Regions from separate parts of the Mus musculus genome. Here region 2 is linked to region 1. The links are chromatin contacts, called in public Micro-C maps. All regions are on one chromosome and are shown on one strand. Each heading gives the region's core, a stretch centred on a gene start, on an enhancer-like site or on the middle of the called end of the contact. The rest is flanking DNA. Distances are from core to core; before and after follow the strand shown.

What was found. Hi-C and Micro-C count contacts between places; a contact is called where the count stands out from the background.
Region 2: a contact with region 1 is called in a Micro-C map of embryonic stem cells, with 6 times the contacts expected there. The contact joins the promoter of Ly6h here to the promoter of Adgrb1 in region 1. A contact is called at or near these places in 1 of 484 Hi-C or Micro-C datasets (embryonic stem cells) and 1 of 115 datasets of contacts at active chromatin or transcription factors (embryonic stem cells).

Annotation. Positions count from the first base shown.
Region 1 is chr15:74,513,819-74,519,813 of GRCm38.p6, forward strand. Adgrb1 (adhesion G protein-coupled receptor B1) reads left to right here and starts at 2,378. Exons shown (of 31, transcript NM_174991.3): 1 at 2,378-3,048.
Region 2 is chr15:75,563,127-75,569,128 of GRCm38.p6, forward strand. It overlaps Ly6h (lymphocyte antigen 6 complex, locus H), which reads right to left and starts at 4,056. Exons shown (of 4, transcript NM_011837.3): 1 at 3,637-4,056; 2 at 3,006-3,133; 3 at 2,457-2,573; 4 at 1,619-2,215. The coding sequence starts at 3,638. The coding sequence ends at 1,980.

The DNA of each region.
Region 1 (5,995 bases), core at 1,128-3,627:
GGCTTGCTCAGTAGATCACTCAAGGCTTCTCAGCAAGGACCGTATACTTGAAAGGAAACAGATTTGGGTATAGAATGGTGCCTGGTGGATCTAGGCTAGTGTGGGTATTGGGAGAAAAGCTACTGGCTGTAAACTACAGCTATTGGTGGCAAACACCCTGGCTTAAAGTTGTAGGATCCTGAAACAATTTGGCTGGAGGAATTGTTTCAAGTTACTTGTGTCTGGTGGAGGGGGCTCACAGGGGGACCAGGACAACTGAGGCTGTGGTTGACTTGGCATGTGGCTGCTTCAGGGTGGCATTCCCTGCCTCTGACATTGCTCTCGTCTGCAAAGATAGAAGGGGATCCCATTGAGGTCTTACCTTGCACCGTCTGGACTCTGAATCAGAAACTTGGGTGAGGGAAAATTGCAGAGAGCAGCAGTCAGAGGGGCAAGAATGAGTTCCCACACAGGGAGAGGAACGGTTAGCCCCTTATCCTCAGAAGGATATCCCCTTTTTGCCCTGATATCCCAGGCCAAGCAGGTCTCAGCCTTGCCCCAAGAGCCTCCAGGTCAGATCCCCAGATCCCTGCCAGGGATTTCTGCTGTCTTCTCTTATCAGCAAGAAACAAGTGTGGAAAGTGCTTGGATCCTGACTCAGCCTCGCTGCTGCTCAGCTGTCTCTTGGCCTGATATCAGAGGCCCCCTGGTGACCACAGGCTGTTACTGCAGCTAAAAAAGGCCAAAGCAGGGCTAACTAAACTCCAGGGGCTGGAAGATTCAGAGGCCCAGCAGGAGCAGATGAGGGTCGTGAGAGGTCTCCTGGGAGGTATGCCGCCTCCTTTCTGGGATTTCAAATACCTTGGGAAGAATGGCATTTCTCAAGAAGCCTAAGTGAACAGGGTACTGACGAATAGGATGGTCTGGGCTTTAGTGTGGTCCTGCTCTCGGTCCCTCAGGACACCCTTGCAAGGTGAGGCCTTGCAGGAGTAACTGGTATGCAGAGTACCACGTTCAGTGCCTGGGTATCTAATTGGCTTGAGGTGCTTCCCAACACACACACACACACACACACACACACACACACACACACAGAGAGAGAGAGAGAGAGAGAGAGAGGTGTAGGTTGACTGTGATGTTGATGGAACTGATAAGATGTTTTAGTGGGAGTTACAGGACAGCAGTGTGGGTCCTGACACCTGGCAGGGAGAGTGCTGACAGTGGCTGTGAGTTTGTATTGTTGTTGACAGTGGCCTCCGAAGAGAGATGCAAACATCCGGACCCCATGTGTCCTTGGGTAGCAATGGTACTGCCACTGGTCTGCTAAAGTGTGCAAAGTAGTGGGCCCTGTACAAAAGGTTTTGAGTTCAGGGCAAATCACAAATTGTGAAACAGGAGCAAGGGGTCTGATGCAGAAGCATCTTGGTGGAAAAGAACACAAGGCAACTTTTCTGAGGCCAGGGTTTCCAGGACTCTTGTTGTCAGCCTAGACCTAGAGTGTCAAATCTTTTGACATTGAAACATGGCATTGTGGCCTACATATGTGTTGGGTCACATCCATTGTTGTCCTGGGATGTATGGGTGAACATACCTTATAGAGAGAGGCACCCCTTTGGGTCCCTAACAGAGGAGGAACCAGGGATCTTATGATGGAAGACAAAGCAACTGAGGTCTCTCTCCACCCATGGATGGAAACTGGCAGGCAGGGACACTTTAAAACCCACCCCCCTTTGACTCTGTCCCTGGCGGGCTCCCCTCCTCTCAGCATCACAGGACAGAAAGTCTAGACCGGTCAGGCCCAAATGAAGTGGTTCAGTGCCCCACCCCTGCTCTCCCTGGAAGGGCCCCAGTCCCTGCCTCTGACTCCATCTCTTTACCCATCACTCATCCAACCCACCCACCCACTCATCCACCTATGCATGCATCATCCTTCCATCTGCGTGGCCCACCCATCTATGTAGCCCTCCCCATGGTGCCACCCACCAAATCCACTTTCTTCCAGTCCTGCTCACCCTCACCCGCCTCCGCAATTCCACCGACCCTGACCCTGATGGCTACCTGTCCATCCATCAACCCTCCCGACAGCCTCTACCTACATTCACCTGCCTCCACCACCCACACACCTATTGGTCTGTGCACAGCCCTTAACTCCTCTTCTCCAACCATCCGTTTGTTGGTCCACCACTTGTCACCCAGATGCAGCCACTCCCCTGCTCCTGGAGGAGAGCACAGTCCCAACTCTTGGCTTTCCTGCTGCGTGGGGCAGGAGTCGGCTGTCTTAGGTGCGCTCGCCTGAGCGTCGCACTCCTTCTCCGTGATCCCGCTCCCCTCCTCCCAACCCGCCCCCCGCTCGCGCTCCCCCTCTAATGTGTGATCTGGAAGCTCTATAAAGCCTGATGTAATCCGTAATGCAGTCTCTGGCTCCCGATTCGGGATCCAGTTTCAGAGAGCGAGAGATTGGGGAGCGCCGGCAGCCGGGCGGGGGAGCAGCTTGCCTCTCTCCTCCTCCTTCTCCGCGTCCTCGGCCTCCTCCTCCTTCTGCCCGCGCCGCCCCGCCCCCGGCTCCGCTCCGCTCCCCCCCCCCCGCCCCCAGGAAGGGAAAAAAGGCGAGAAGAGCCGGGCAGGCGAGAGGACCGGAGCGGCGGCGCGGCCGGAGAGGGAGCGGCGGGCGCAGGCGGTGGTGGCGGCGGCGGCGGCGGGCGCGGCGTTGGCGGCGGCCCCGGCAGAGCGAGCTGAGCGGGCGAGCCGGCGGCACAGGCGTCCGCGCCGCGTCCTGGCCAGCCTCCGGGCCCGCGCGCCCAGCACAGCCCGCAGCCAGGGCATCCGGACCCTTCTGGCGCCCGGGGGGCTCCGCCAGGCAGGGGGTGGGGAGGAGCCTGAGAGCGCCCGCGGGTGCGCTCTTGGGAACGTCTCGGCGGGGCCCAAAGCGAGTCGGGGGCGGCAGCGACAGTAGCCCCAGCTCGGATCGGGCGCGCGGCTCGGCCGCTGGCGACGCGGTGCGCTCCGGGGGCTTTGCAAGTCGCTGGATCAAGTCCTTGCTCGCCCGTGGGGCCTCTGCTGCTGGGGAAGGTAAGAACGGCTCCGAAGGGGGTGGGGGCGCGGCGAAAGGGGGCGTCTCGCTCTGGGAGGGGGTCGGAGGAGGGATGGCCTCCCGGACTTCCTAACTTCGCCGTTTGGAGCTTCGCAGCTCTCAGGATTAGGCTTGGAGCTCGGGAGTTTGAAAGCCCCCCCCCAAGCCCCATTTCCCCAGCCCCCTTCCTCTTCTAGCGGCGGCAATGGAATCTGGCAGGTCCCTGCGATCCCGCATTGGGCGGGCTGAGGAGGGGGCGCCCTGGACGTGGGAGAGGCTTCTTGGTGCTCCTCACCTCCCCCTCATCCTTACCAGGCAGAGCCGGGCCAACCTGGCAGGCTCAGTCAGAGAAGCACCCCCTGCTCTATTACCCCCACAGACCCAGGGCGCGCTGGGGAAGGCGTTCCCGTGGTGTTCCGACACAGAGATGCTAGCAGGGGTCTGAGGGAGCCCCACCTGGCTCCCTATGCTGGCCCAAGGAGGCTCGCGAGAGACAACCCGGTGTGTCCCCCATTCCCTGATCTTACCCAGAGCCCGTTACATATATTATAGGGCCCGGCTGCATCTCATCCCCACCCCCAGCACAGAGCTGGAGGCGGGCAGAAAAGCCCCCAGACTTCCCGTCACAGCTCTCACCTACAGACCCGACAATGGCAGAGGAGACCCCCGGAGGCTTATCTCCAAATTCGGAAAAAAGGGCTGTCCTCGCGCCCCCACCATCACAACTGACACGCGCATACGCCCTAGCTCATTCCTTCCCGGTGTTCTTTCCTGTTCGGTTGGACAGGCGGCGCAGATAGGCTGCCCTGAACTTTGGGTCGGCCCGCTGCCCTCTCCGACCGAAGCAGCGGAGCTGGGCACCGAGCACTCCCGGTTGCGTTTCTCCAGTGGGCAGAGGCCACCAGCCTCCGCTGCCGCTGCGCTCTTTCGGAGCTGCGTGCCGTTGCCTCTAGGAATGAGCATGGCCCCCGCCCCCTCCTGAAATTCTGAGGGCTCGGGATCCGGCCCGGAGCCCTTTGCTCTGGTCCTCTGTGCAGCCTAAGCAGAACAGAAATTATCCCTGCCCCCGGGGAGGTGGGCAGCTGAATGGAGAATCGCAGCGAAGCTAGGTGGCTTGAGGGTTGGTCGGAGGCTGCGGCTCTGTGCTTGGGTCCCTCCGCCTGGCCGCGGTGGCTCCTGCTTGGTCACTCCCAGGCAGCCCAGAGGGCTGCACCAGCCTGGCACCCTCTCGGGCCTGTTGGGCACCCTTGCCCTTTCCACTTTTATTTTGGGCTTCCAAGTTTCTCTCGGAGCGCGCGGACTGGGCTAAGACTAGCCCAGCCCTAGTCCACTCCTTCCGCGCCCCTTCCCTCCCTGAAGTCCCCAGTACGTTCCTCTCCCCTGGGTCTGGGGCGCAGATTCCTTAGCGGCAACTCGGAGGGAGTTGAAAGGCATGAAGACGCGTGGGTGGGCACGGGGCGCGCACTCCCGCCCCAGAGGAGCCGCTCGGCATACGTGTTGAGGAGGGGGTTGGGAGGTCTGCGCGTCTGCACCCTGGGGGCCCAAGGAGACCCTCTGTGCTCTGGAGCCATAAACACGCCCCTGGTGGGAGCTACTGCAGGGACAGAAACAGCAGGCAGAGGCGTGGGGAGAGAGGCTGGGGTCCTTTTTCTTTATCTGATAGGCGGTATCCCGTATTTGGGATCGGAGAAAGCGAATGTAACATCTCCCAGAACCTTCGAGTCTTCCATTTCTCTGAGACCCTTGCAGCAGCCGCAGCAGCAAGGGAGGTCGAGGAGGTAGCTGCTCCTTTCTCAACCGCGGGTGGCCTCAAAACTCTGCTCTCGGACGCCGCCGGGGTGCCGTAGGGTCTGGCTTTGAGTACCCAAGCAAGGTCAAGCAAGCGAAGGAGGGGGCAGGGGCTCCTGGGCGCGTCCCCGCGCGCGCAAATTTGGGGCCTTGGAAGGGGGTGTAGGTTGCCCGCCGAGTCAGTCCCGCAAGCCTGCCTGCGGGCTCCGGGTCCCGAGAGGTGGACACGGCGCGAGTTCGGAGATCCCCGAGCGCCTAGCGCCCGGCACGGGGCCCTACGCCCTCCCTCTCCCCTTGATCGCAGCTGTTCGGCACTGCCTTCAGACTTGTTGCGCCTCAATCGGGGGACTGGAAACCGGCGGGGTAGCTCCATAGCCCATGAGGCCAGAGCAAAGCCCCCAAGGCCAAGGGATGTGCCAGGGCCCGCGGACACGCGATGCGCCGGGAGAGCGACCAGGGAGTTTGCTGCCTCGGGTCGGGAGAGAAGGACGCTTGTCCCTGCCTCGATCCTGCGCGGGGGCGGAGAGGAGGCGATTTTGTCGCCTTCGGCTTCATACCGCACTCCTATGGACCTTGAGCCATGGAGGGGCTGCCGCCAACTTGCTGAGCCCTCCGAGACCCCTTCCTTTGCTCAAAGGCTCTTGGGCCTCGGTAGCTGAGACCGCGAAATGGGAACGCGCTTTATGCTCTTGGAACGTTTGCAGCCCCGACCCCTCGCGCTCATCTGGAGAACCGACGTTCCGGGTCCGCAATGTGCTGGGTCTGCGGCGTCCAGGCCGGCTGGATTCCGAGGCGGCTCTGCGCCTGCGGACACAGCGGTTAGGCCAGGGAGCAGCGGGCCCCAGGCAGGGCCCGGCGAGCGGCAGGGGCCTGGGCAGCTTCCCATGGCGCCCTGGTCTCTGGCTGCCCGCCTGGCCCAGTTCTGCCTCCCAGAGCGGGTCTGGGGACGCGGAGTCGGTCCCCAGGGGATGCCGCGGGCTCCAGGCCCAAGCGACCGGCGCCGGGCTGCGGTGGTGGAGGGCGGGAGGGCCGGGCGCGCTGCTGCGGACGACCAAGAGAGGGCGCCCGAGCTGCGCTGCGCTGCGCCGCGCCGCGCCGCGCCGGCCCTGCCCGCCCCTTCCGTCTCCTCCGCTGCAGACCCGCGCTCCAGGCCCCATC
Region 2 (6,002 bases), core at 2,806-5,305, 1.1 Mb after region 1:
GGAAGGCACCCCAATGCCACACCAAAGCTAGCAATGGACCTCTCCTTGAGATTAGGATGTTGGCAACTCAAATAAGGTTGCTGAGGGGACCCAACCCTCTGTGCCTGCTACCCCATCCTCAGGATCCCCTCAGAGGTACAAGAGAGTTCTCCTTCTAACTTCATGCATTTCTTCAGGGAGGTCAGAGAATCTTGCCCCTGTTTGTTTTTAAAGACCATTCAGGCAACACATTAGGCGCATGGAGTTGACTGAAAGGATGTGAGCTCCAGGCTCATCTTCAGCTGGCAGCTCAGCCTTCCAGAAGCTCCGCAGACTTCTCCCAGGCATCCACCACTTCAGCTTCCCTGTTCCCTCCCTAGACATCTTTCCCCTGCTCCAACTGTGCTCAGTGCTCTCTAGGCACCAGGCATAAGCAGGGGGAGCACTTTAGAAGGAGGTAAGGAGCAGAAGGGACCATTGAGGCAAAGTTCGAATGCAAAAGGAACCAAACTTCTAGGGACAAGTCCCTGGCTGTGTCCACAACAGACCTCAGACATCAGCAACTAGTGACAACAGGGTCTCCCCCTTCCCGGTCACCCACCTGAGCCTGACTCTGGTCACTCATGTGCAGGTCCCAGGAGTAGTGTCAAGGCTAGAGCCTACAGGAACTAGTTCTCTTTCTGGGGGCCCAGGACCCAGCAGTGATCATGGGTTTGGGTCAGCCGCAGGTGGCATGGGAGAAGGAAGCACTGGCCAACATTCAGGCCTCAGAGAATGCCTGGGGTGTTCCCAGAGCATCGCAGGGTGAACCCAGCTACACAAACCATCTGTGGAGCATCTGGCAAGCAGCAGGAAGCTGGGTGGACTCAGGGATGAAACTGAAGATCAGCAGCAGGGGATGGAAAGACCGGGACAGCTCATCTCCCCATACAAGTCCTCCCCATTTCTCCCACCTTTGCCACCTTCCCCGGGAATCAGCATCTTTGGGCCTTTGTACTCCATCCATGCTGGATCACAACTCATAGTGGAGCAGCGAGGTGCAGATATCCAGCGAAGGGGCAGAGTTCAGGAAGTGAGACCTCTACTTCCACCTTAACCAACCCCAGGGTCTTTAGCCACCCATAGAGAGCTGAAGAGGCCCAGAGCAGTGTCTGCAGTTGGGCGAATGTGCATCCTAGGAAGGGTGTGAATGTGCACCTGAACACATCACATGGGGTGATGGGGACACTGGTGAGGATATTTTGGTGCCGGTGTGTGTGCAGGTACCTGTGAGTGTGAACACGTGACTGAGCAGAAGAGTTGACGCTGGCTGCGTTCTGCGGGGAAGCGCACACCCAGGCTGGCCATGTGCATTGGGAAACGCATGAAGGAGTACATCTTACACCCATGGTGAGCTTGAAAAGTTCTCACGCCTCCCCGGCAGCCCCGCATTGCCACCCTGTCCATCTCAGCTCTCACCCCACCTTCCTTAACTGTCCCCTCCCAAGCTCCCAGCCCTAAGCAACCCTCCTCAGAGCATCCCCAAGTGTCTTAGCATACACTCCCACCATCCCCTATCTGTCCGGTCTCGGTGCCTAGTTTGGCACTTACTCCCTACCAAGACCATGCCCCACCTCCAACACCCAGGCTCAGACCCGGGCACAAGACTCAGAAGTGACTTTATTTCTCTGTAGTTAATGCCCCTCAGGCCAGGCTGTTGGGCTGTCCCTGGCTTGACCTCCCTCCCCTTGGAGACCTGGAGGGTCTCAGTCCCTTGCCCTCCCCCTCCCCCCTACCCCAGCTTCCTGCCAGGATGTCTGGACTCCTGGAGATATTCAGCTGCTTGGGATATGGAGCTGGTGGAGAAACGGAGAAGGCTCACTCACATCTAGGGAGGTTGAGAGCCTCAGACCTTGATGCCAAACCCTTGCTGTCCCAGCCCCAGCCAGGCCAGGCTGGGGAGGGGCAGCAACAGGCTTAGGGGACAAGCTCCAAAGCCCAGCAGGAGGGAGGGAGGGGTCTTAGGGCCCAGCCCAGAGAAGAGCAGGCCCCAGGCTGAGCAGGAGCCCCCCAGCCAGGGCCCAGGGGCTGCGTCCTGCGACCGATGCCCCGTTGCACAAATCTTTCTCGCAGCAGTCCACGTCGACTTTTAAGATCCCAGAGTTAATGAACCCCATCAGATAGTCTGAGAAAAAGTGCCGCTTAACGAAGTCGCAGGAGGAAGCACACATCTTGTTCACAGAATGATCCTTCCTGCCTGGGGGGAAAGAAGGAAGGCATGGGGGCTAAGGTCCACTTCCATCTGAGCTCTGTCCCTTCCCTAGAACCCAGGACCCTCCAGATCAGTTTAAGACGTGGAACCAGGGAGGAACAAGCCAGTGTTGTCTTGCCTCAAAGTCATGATCTTGTCCCAGGGAAGAGGAACTCAGAGGACACCTCTGATCTCTCCCTAGATCTAGCTTTCAGTAGCCCCGCCCCCTCACCCGGTCCAGGCTTACTGCTGCTGGGGTCGGTGATCCGCACGCTGGCACAAACGGTATCGGTGGGCTGGCACTGCTTCGGAGCGCAATGGCTGGAATTGGCCAGGGTGCAGTCCTGGCACCACAGGCCATGGGCTAGGCAGGGCATGAGAGAGGGATAACCAGGGGAACCCGAGTCTGGACAGCCAGACCCTACACCCCCTCTTCCCCAACCTGCTGCAGCTATCACGGCAGAACCATGCTCACAGAAGAGTTCACTCCCACAAGACCCAGAGTGGGCCTCCAGGTTGACCCTGTGCTGTGCCTACACATCCTGCCTCCCGCATCCTCTTACTCCTACACACAGCACCCCCAAAGATAGGTAGGTTCCAAGACAGGAAAGGTCCACCCGACTTAATAGGAAGCTCGCTGAACCTCTGAGAATGAGGGACATCTGCGCAGTACTAGAAGAAAGGTGGAAAGGCGCTGGATGCCCTCGAGTGTGGGGAGAGCCCCCGGTGGCTGGAGCTGAGATCTAAGAGTGGTGCTTCCCGTGATATGACCCCTCCCCGCGGGCCCCCGACTCACCCGGCGAGGGGCAGAGAAGCAAGGCCAGCAGCGCCAGACCGAGGCTCTTCATGGCTGCAGGCAGCATGCTCCGATAGGGCCTGAAAGAGGCGCGGGGGCTGCAGGCGGGGGTCCTCTGGGGCGCAGGCCTGGAGGGGAATAGCCTCGGTCAGAGGACCCAACCCTAAACACCCTTCCCTTTTCTGGCCTGAAGATGTAACCATCCCCCAGGAATCAAAAGCGCGCGGGGGGGGGGGGGGAGGTCCAGGAGCTCGCAATGCCCCACCCCCAACCCATCACCGGGAGCATCCACCATCACAGCCTCCCCTCCAGGGAAAAGAGGTCTGCCCTCTCCGGTGAGGTGGCCACCCGAGGTCCCCGCAGCCTTCGCCCTGCACCTGCGTGGGGAGATTGTCTTCTCTCCCCAAGGAGCTGTAGGTGCGTCCGGACAGGAAAAGCGGGAGGAGGGAGCGCACCTTACCTGCCGGCGGGGGAGGGTTGCGCGCCGCGTCCCCGTCCTCGTCCCCACCCCTGGGCTGGGGGGCCGGGAACCCCGCGCCGAGTCCCCTCCCCTGGTCCCCGCGCGCGCGCCTCGGCGCTCACCGCGAATCGGGGCGTGGAGTGCGGGCCTCGGGGTGGGGGGCGCACTCACATCCCTGGGGTGTCCGCACTCCGGGCTCAGCGGCGGGCACGGCGCGGGGAGCGATGCCCTTCGGTCTCCCTGCGGACCGGAACCGGGGCGCAGCTTCGTCTTTCGGGGAACGCAGCCGCAGACGCGGACCCCGCGCGAGGGGCGGGGCGGAACCGGGGCGGGGGCCTCGCACAGCTGGGAGACGCGCGGGGTGGGGGGCGCCCAGGGCTGGAGGCCACTCAGCAGGTCGCCCTACCCGGCCTCGGCGCCTTTCGTCCGCGCGCAACGCCCCTTCTAGGTCTCCCGCTCCTGCTCCCGCCGCAGCAGCCCCCCACCCTTTTCCACCTCCCTACCCGGCGTGGGAGGATCCTCCCACTCTGCTTGGCCGAGGTCCCTTGCAGATTCTCGGAAGAGCTTTGGCTGCTAAAGGAAGCAAAATGCACAAAGACGCAGCGAAAGAGGGAAGCGGAGAGGTAGGGCTGTGGGGTTCAGACGCCCAGCCTTGGGGCTCCTCCCTCCCCAGCATCCACCTCGCATCCGATAGTTCCAGCCAATTCTACTCCTAAGAGTGCCCATGACGACGCCCACCGGCAACTCAGCCCTAGGGACTTTTGTTACCAACCACACCCACACACAGAGATGACAATCCTGGCCCCTGTGTAAGGATCACACCAGGTTCACACCTTGGGCTCCTGCTCCCCCCCTGCCCTTCCAGCTCTCTTGGGCTCAGGGTAAGCCACAGCTCCCTTCGCTCCCTTGTCACACAGGAGGAAAGGTGTTCCGTGTTCAAAACCCTAGGCCCTGGAAAAAGCAGCTAGCACACCTTGGATTCTGCCCGCCCGCCCCACCCCCACCACAGAACCTCATACCAGACAAATGACTGTCACTAATACCAAGTCCTTGCTAGATGTGACAACCTCTGCTGTCAGTCTGAGCGTATAGTCTGTTCTCTTTGATCTAAACAGCACATTATAGATGCATGTTGCCTTGGTGTCTCGGTGTTGAGTTACAGGTAAGGAGAACACTTAGCAATAGAGCCTCCTCCTGCCCAGGGTCACACAAGTCACCAGGTGATCAAACAGCGTGAGCACTTGAGTAGTTCACAAGTGCTGAGGAATAGAGGGACTAGACACTTTGAAGAAGGGATCTAGATGAAGAGAGTGCCGAGGATAAGAATTAGTTCATACACAATTCTCTGCAAAAGAAGTCCCGCACTCCACTCCATTGTGGAGCCCAGAGCCAGCCTGCCATCAGACTGGGGTGAGAGCAGCTGTGCCTGAGCCTGCACTCAGGTTGACAGGCTGAGCTATAGTATGGATTCTTGCAGAGCAGAGGCTTGGTGAGGCTTCTAGGTAAGAAGTGTTTTTAGGGGAGTAAATGGTCCTTGAACCCCTGTTCATCATGCCGCAGCTTGAAAAGGCAGGCGGCCTGACTAGATTTCCCTCAACACTAACAAACCTCCTCGAACACAAAGCCAATGTGCTTATTAAGACATGCTAGAAGAAGAAACACACAACCCCAAGCCAAACCGCAAGTTTACCTGACAGAAAGAAACTTCGCTCACATGAAAAAAGACCAATGCAGGCCTTAAAAGGACTCCCAGGAAAAGGAGGTGATCACTGAAAAAGAAATCTGGGGGGGCGGGGGGGAAGCAACAAACACCCTACATGTCACACCCTTTTATTTACATGAAATGCCCCAAAGTGTAAGAATCCAACAAAGACAGAAAGATTAGCCAAGTACAGGGAGGGAAAGGAATGACCGGCTTGGGACACGACTAATCATTTTGTAGTAATGAAATGCCCTAAAATTAGATTCTGGTGATGGATACACAACTTTATTAATACACTAAAAGTCACTGAAATGTATTCAATAAAGAATGAGTTGTGTGGTATGTGATATATTGTATCTTAATAAAGTTGATGTTTAAAAAAGAAAAACAACTTAGCACAGAGTTAAATTAGCCAGCAAATTAGACACAGATGAAGAGGGAATTTATGAGCTGGAAGACAAATTTGAAGAAATCATCAGGAAAGGCTAAGGATATAATTCAGTGGTAGGACTCCTGCCCACAAGAGATCAATGATGTAACACAAAATAAGAAGTTTAGAACCACAAAAGATTGTGTGCAGAGAGCTAAGAAAAGTCTAATTGAAATTCCAGTGATGGTGTTTAGAGACAGTCTACTTAAAATAAGTCAGAACTGGTGAAAGATAAGTGTTGGTAGAGATTCTGATGTATAATAAGCAAAATAACAAATGATGATTTACCTAAGCACAACATAGCAAAATTGCAGCCCACCAAAGACAGGAAAACCTAGAAAATAGAGAAGATAATTCTAAAGAATCTTGGGGCAGAGCAATCAAAACCAAAGAGGGTGAAATAGG